2 separate regions of the Zea mays genome follow, and region 1 is linked to region 2. A link is a contact called in public Hi-C data. All regions are on one chromosome and are shown on one strand. Each heading gives the region's core, a stretch centred on a gene start, on an enhancer-like site or on the middle of the called end of the contact. The rest is flanking DNA. Distances are from core to core; before and after follow the strand shown.

The links. Hi-C and Micro-C count contacts between places; a contact is called where the count stands out from the background.
Region 1: a contact with region 2 is called in a Hi-C map of tassel, with 4 times the contacts expected there. The contact joins the promoter of LOC100193331 here to the enhancer-like site in region 2. A contact is called at or near these places in 12 of 25 Hi-C or Micro-C datasets (bundle sheath, ear, endosperm and 5 more) and 1 of 3 datasets of contacts at active chromatin or transcription factors (leaf).

The regions. Positions count from the first base shown.
Region 1 is chr1:255,221,806-255,225,331 of Zm-B73-REFERENCE-NAM-5.0, forward strand. LOC100193331 (putative cytochrome P450 superfamily protein) reads left to right here and starts at 1,970. Exons shown (of 9, transcript NM_001138467.1): 1 at 1,970-2,286; 2 at 2,937-3,258. The coding sequence starts at 2,096.
Region 2 is chr1:255,102,429-255,105,665 of Zm-B73-REFERENCE-NAM-5.0, forward strand. No RefSeq gene overlaps it. Among protein-coding and RNA genes, the nearest start is that of LOC118476156, 4.3 kb to the left of the region's middle. Within about 2 kb of position 1,798, at least 18 of the 20 cell types and tissues checked have an H3K27ac peak or open chromatin away from gene starts, as enhancers often do. A contact at or near this core is called in bundle sheath, ear, endosperm and 3 more, where this site is marked.

The DNA.
Region 1 (3,526 bases), core at 720-3,219, 120 kb after region 2:
AGCTTCTCTCTGTGGATGCAACCATCATATGTATAGTAAATAGTACTCTCTCTCTATATCAAAATAGAATTTATTTTGCTTCTTTAGTGGATTCATCGTCATCTAGTTTAATATGAACATAAAAATCAAGAGCTAAATTATTTTGAAACGGATGGAGTATTCATAAGTAATTGAGACATTAGTTAATAATCTAAACGAGACTGGTCGATAGCGCAATCGTTCTTTGCGTATTTGTGTCTAGAATAAATAGATTTAACAAAAAATTTGCTAGCGTCTAGTAGTTAGGGGGTCCTCTATTTTTTGGGTCTGGTACGGCCTCACCCTCCGCACCCCGTTATATACGACCCTGCGTTAATGGAGAATGTGGGGGAACCAAGGAGTGTTTTGTTTTGGCTAGTATTAACTGCTATATATTAGCTAGCGTTCGAGTGGTTTAATGAGATACCCGTTAGCCAAACAACCAGCTAACAACAACCCCCGTATATACCCAACGCATAAATTATTTATTGAGCATCCAGGTAACAATTCAAATATTAGAGTAGTTAAATCAAACAATAATAGTTTCTTAGGAGCTTTTAGACTTCACCTTTCGAAAGCAAAAAAGGCTCGAGATAGCCCAAATGCCGAAAACTTAATTCAAAGCCTTTTGGCTTTCGACCGTCTTTTTTAGTTTTTGAAAGGTTTCAAGGCCAAAGCCATAGGTTGTGAGCTTAATATATACAGCTAAGACTATCTACAACAGCTTACTCATAGTCATATTTAAACTACACTCTATAAACAATACAATCTACAGTGCAACACAGTGCAAAAAGATGATTTTTTTGGTGACCATATGAGTAAACTACTGTACATTGCACTTATATGGTCACTAAAAACACCGTTTTTGCATTATTTTACATTGTAAATTGCACTGTTTATAGAGTGTAGCTTGAATATAGGTATGAGTAAATTGCTGGATATGTTTTAAGACCAAGTATACTAAGATGATGTGTGTCGTCTGTAAAATATGCCACGTCAGATTTAAGATAACGTGGAAGAAAAATAATGAAATAGAGATAGGAGAAAATATATAACTTATTTATTATTATAGGGTTATTTTATGAGTAGACTTTTAATCGACCATATATGACATGACAGCATAGTTAAACTCACTATTGACTACTATTGTCTAAGAATTGGCTAGTTATCCAGCGAATAATTATTACTCGATATATTATTATTATATTGGCCTGTTGAGATCTACCACGGCTAATTTTTTTTAAGCCGGCGCTGGAATTATTACTGGAGCGGATCCAAGACCTCCTAATAAGCGGCCGTGCCGTACAGCATACAACAAGATGCGGGGCGGTGCGCAGTGGCCTGGAAACAAACAAGCAAGCGTGCGCCGCGCAGGAGCAGACGCGCACACATGGGTTGGGTGGGCACCGCGCCGCGAGGCAAGCGTCGTTCCCGATGCCGAGCATGCGCGCCCGGCCACTGCACACGCCAGCAGTGCAGTGCAGTGCACTGCAGAGCTGGACTGGATGGATGGATGGATAGATAGCTAGAGGTCATCGGACTGCGGCCGCTGCTGCCGCCGCTGTGGCTCCATTTTTCTTTCTTTCTTTCTTTCTTTGCCGTTCATCTCTTCTTGCGTGATTCCATCTCCGTAGCAGCAGCAGCCTAGCAAGCACCATGATTCTCACATTTCACACACGCACACGCACGGCACACACAAGGAGCTTTGACGCTTGTCGTGACCCCACGGTCAAGCCTCAATCCGCTCCGCCTTGGAATGTGGACCCTAGCTCCTCCTCTGTATTAGAGTTTGAGAAAATTGAAGAAAAAGAAAAATGGAAAGGCACCGAGTGACAAATAATAAACTGAGAAAAAAAAGCTCTTGGTCTCGCCAAGGTGACCTGGTGTGTGTGTGCCTGTGGCCTATATAAAGGGATGCTCGGCACCCAGTACAACAGCAACCAAAGCACACCCCTCCTCCTTGCTCTGCGGTGCTCGGAGTTGGGGAGTTGGAGCACCACCACCACCACTCTTCCCCTCTCCTCGCTCGTCCTGTTGGAAGCAGCACACGCACGAGAGAGAAAGAGAGACACAAGAGATGGCGCTGCTGTTGCTCCTGCTGGCCGTGCTCGGCGTGGTGCTGGCGAGCAGCCTGCTGCTGCGGTGGAACGAGCTGCGGTACAGCCGCCGCCGGGGCCTGCCGCCGGGCACAATGGGGTGGCCGCTCTTCGGCGAGACCACCGAGTTCCTCAAGCAGGGGCCTAGCTTCATGAAGCAGAGGAGGCTCAGGTACCGTGCCCCGCCCGCCCCGTCTGCGCTGCATTCCGCTCGCTCTCTCGCCCGTCCCATGCTCTGCCTCTTCTCCCTTCTCGTCTTTCCAAGAGGCAAGAGCAGAGCACTAGTCGAGCAGAGTAGCGCGCCCGCGAGCGCGAGCCCTGCTTGCTTTGCCTTCGCCTTGCCGTCTGCAGTATGTGTGTGTCTGTCTGTCACTCCCCGCCCGCATCAATCATTTGTTAGAAAGGAAGTGTAGTAGTAGCAGAAAGAAAGAAAGAAAAGTGGCGATCCGGAGGAGGAGCAGAGGCAGAGGCGGAGCATCAGTGTCGTGTTCCCCAAAAGCTCGCAGCACAGCACTGTTCCTGTTCCAGCCCTCTGCTGGCTGATTATCATAGTACCGTGCCATCATCAGCATCCTAAACCAAAAGCACCACCACCTTATCATGATGCCACTGCTGGCAGACAGGAGAGAGAGAGAGGGAGAGGGAAAACAACACCGACTTTCTATTGCAGAATAATAATAAGCATAATAATAATAATAATAATAATAACAACAACAAAACAAGCTAGCTAGACATGGTAAAAAGAAAAACCATTTGCTAACAGTAACAGCAAAGCAAGCACATAGGGGGACTGAAGCAGGAACCTGGTGGTGGGCATGGCAGGTACGGGAGCCTGTTCCGGACGCACATCCTGGGCTGCCCCACGGTGGTGTGCATGGAGCCGGAGCTGAACCGGCGGGCGCTGGCCAGCGAGGGCGCCGGCTTCGTCCCGGGCTACCCGCAGTCCATGCTCGACATCCTGGGGCCCAACAACATCGCCGCCGTGCACGGCCCGCTCCACCGCGCCATGCGGGGCGCCATGCTCGCGCTCACGCGGCCACACATGATCCGCGCCGCGCTCCTCCCCAAGATCGACGCCTTCATGCGCGCCCACCTCCACGGCTGGGCCGGACGCCGCGTCGACATCCAGGAGATGACCAAGGAGGTATGTGGTATACACACAGATATGCAATCTTGATGCTGCCCTCGATCTTGGCTCTTTCTTCTTTCGCTTTTGCTGCCTCTGTTGTTTCTTGATGCTGTGCGATCCTTCTGACTCCTGGGCTCTGAGGGGGTAGAAAGATAAGAAAGAGAAGGAAAAAAACAGCAAGAAAGAGAACATACGGGTAGAGCAGCAGGTTGATGGCAAAAAATAAAAGAAAGGGGCAGTAACTCCGTGGGGCCCACGGTTGAAAGATTAACAGATTCACCTT
Region 2 (3,237 bases), core at 548-3,047:
TGATGGCGTCCAGGCGGCAAACGGCGCAAGTGCTGCTAAAGCGACGGCGCTCGATCCGATCCTTTCAATGATTTGATAATGATGAGAGCTAGGCCGGGCCGCGGGTAGCTGTCATGCACGCCTTTAATTGGTTTTTTCTAGAGGAGAGCCAGTGTGCACGTACGCACGCACGCACGCAGAGCTTGCGCGCTGTTGCTTTCCCGGTGGCGCCTCTTGTCATGCATCATGTGATCGTCAAACAACCATCTCCTGTTTTCGCTGCATTGGTTGCACTTGCACGCTCGCGCGCTCCTACTGCAACAATATACCTTTAGATTGTTTATGTTAGGGCTTGTGGCCATCGAATAATCTCCGACGGCCTGACGTGGCCGTCGGAGGTAGCTTATATCCGATGGCCAACGTCGGAAATAACGTTGTCTTTTGTCTGTAACGTCTTAGGGCTGGGTACCGTCAGAGATAAGACTTTGACAGTTGGAAATAATCTATTTCTGACGGCTTAGACTTATGTCCGACAGCTAACTAGCTACAAAAGCTAGTTAAAGCTTTTTAGCACTAACATATCTTTTAGACTACTTTTTACCATGTCGTCGTCATTGTCGCCCACCATGACTAACGAGTCGCTTCGTTTTAGCTCATAGTATAAAAAACGATATGTTTGGACACCCCCCTACGACCGTGGCGACTCGTTACTATCACTAGCTAATAGCTAGTCGATCTTGTGCATACCCAAGTACTGTTAGGTTATATTCAGCGGATGATCGTGCGTAAGGTTGTGCAAAACACTATTTTTTTTTACTATATAGATAGTATTGTTTGCAGAGCGAACTTTAGAATAGGAGACGAGATAGAAAATAAGATAGAAGAGCCGCTGGAGATAACCTCACTATAGCTGGCTACTACGACCACACGTACTACTATCTATGTGGTGAGTGGGATGTCCATTCTCCTCCTTCAATTACATGTGTGCTACAAGGCCTAACGTACGTACGTACGCGTGTGCGCTTTATTTGTTCCGACCCAGTGGCCAACGAGTAGTCGTAGTACTAGTTACGTACAACCATGACCTGGAGATTGGAACGCGTCGTCGTCGTGGTCGTCACTATATGCCAAGTTTCTTCTTGCATTACCAATATTGCATGCACATGCATATCCTGGAGGACTAGTCCTTGCATTGCTAACGAATAGAATGAGGTTTCATTTGCCCGCCCCGCTCTTTTTCCTTTCCTTTTGGCGCAAATCCGGCGGGCCGGCCGGCCGGTAGTCGCGAGCTTTTGCTCACTTCAAGAAAGCTCAGTCGTCGCCGTAGCGCGCGTAGCTCCTAGCTAATTATTCTATGGCTGGCCTCGCTCCAGCAGTCCAACAGCGGGGCCATAGACACGCACGCACGGCACTCCCCTGTTCGAGCGAAAGTTGCAAACAAACCTCGGTTTGGGATAGTAAATGCTTCCTTGATGAAGGGAGTAGTGGTAGCATGCATGATGGGGGCTTAGGTTCCTAACAAATCAATAATTAGGTGGACCTCTTCCTTGTCTTATTTATGCGACTACGTACTTTGTTATAGAAAAAATTCGAGTGTTTGTCTATTTATTTGCTTTTCCTCACCCTTTTCTTTTCTTTTTTAATAGAATTCGAGAGTGTGGATTTGACCCGTACGTAATTTTTGCGACGCTGGCTCCACCGTCCGTACCTAGCTAGCTACGCGACTAGTCACATGCGTGCATGGACGAACCAGGGTGCTGAGCAGGCGCACAGCAGCAGGAACAGGAAAGCGAGAGGGCATCCATCCGGTCCGGCCTGGGACGGGACGGCGAGGAGGACGATGCAGAGGCCGGCCGCATGCCACGACAAGGGAGAGGCCCTCGTGCAACTCTGATTTGATTGATTCAATTCATGGCGCGCGACTGTCCGGCCGATCCATGCGCACGTCGTCACGCCAACGACAACCAACCAACCAAACACAGACACAGACACAGACGCGTCCCTAGCTAGTACAAGGATATACACTACAACTATACTTTAATATACTTTATTATATAAATATTATTTTAAAACTATACATTTAGGTCGCTGCAATTTTGTTAGATCTCGATATATAAAAACCTGATTTGAGGGATGGGCATACATGTGCGGCCGCCATGCATGCATGTGAGTGATCGACGCCTATGCAAACATGCATGCATGTGGAATCCAGGGGGAGCCACCGACATCCCTCCCACATCATTCCCCGCTCGTGTGCATGTATTTTTATATATATAGAATGCAAATGCAGAACAGGGATGTACGTACCTAAGTACGTGCACGTAACTATCCGTGGTCCGTCCATCTTCGTGCACGCCGACTCTATTTTCTTTATTATTTTAGCCCCTTTTGTGAACATTTAATGTTTAGGTCTCTCGTGAGTGAGTCCGTGGCCACAACATATACTATCAGAATTCGGCTCTTTACCGAATGCCAAATAATTTATCGATTGCTTTTTTCAGCACTCGGTAAATAAGCTTTTTGTCGAGTGTCAAACAAAAAACACTCGGTAAAAAAACACTCGACAAATAAAACTCTTTGCCGAGTGTTTTATTTTTGACACTTGACAAAGAGTTTCTTTGCCGAGCGTTTTTTTAGACACTAGTTAAAGAGCTTGTTTTTTTCAACACTAGGCAAAGACAATTTAAAAATCATATTTTGAAGCAGTAAATTAATTCAAATGAAAATGTTTTCAACTAAAGATTTGTATAACTTCTCGAGATGTACAATTTATATTTTAATCATTTCTCATATTACAAAATAAAAATAAATTTGTTCATAAAACATATATATCTCTATCGTAGTTTATGATACTACAGGAGAGATGTACAAAATTTATGAATAATGTTAGAACCATTATGTCGGATTAACAAATGACCAAACAAACAAAATAAACTTTGTAGATCTTGATAAGTTATAGAATTTTGTAGTTCGTAACTTATTCATTTGAAGTCATCTTGTCAACGAAAACTACGTCTGGATTTAAAAATTTTAAAATTTGAATTTTGAAAACGACCTCGAATGCAAAAACTACCAACATGAAAATTGTAGGTATTGAAAAGTTATGAAACTTTATAGTTGACAATGTTTTGGTTTGAAATCATATTATCATGCAAAACTATGTTTGAATTTTAAAAATTGAATTTTTCAAACTACCTCGGATGGAAAAAAACCACCAAAATAAAAGTTGTAGGTCTTCAAATGTAATGAAACTTTGAA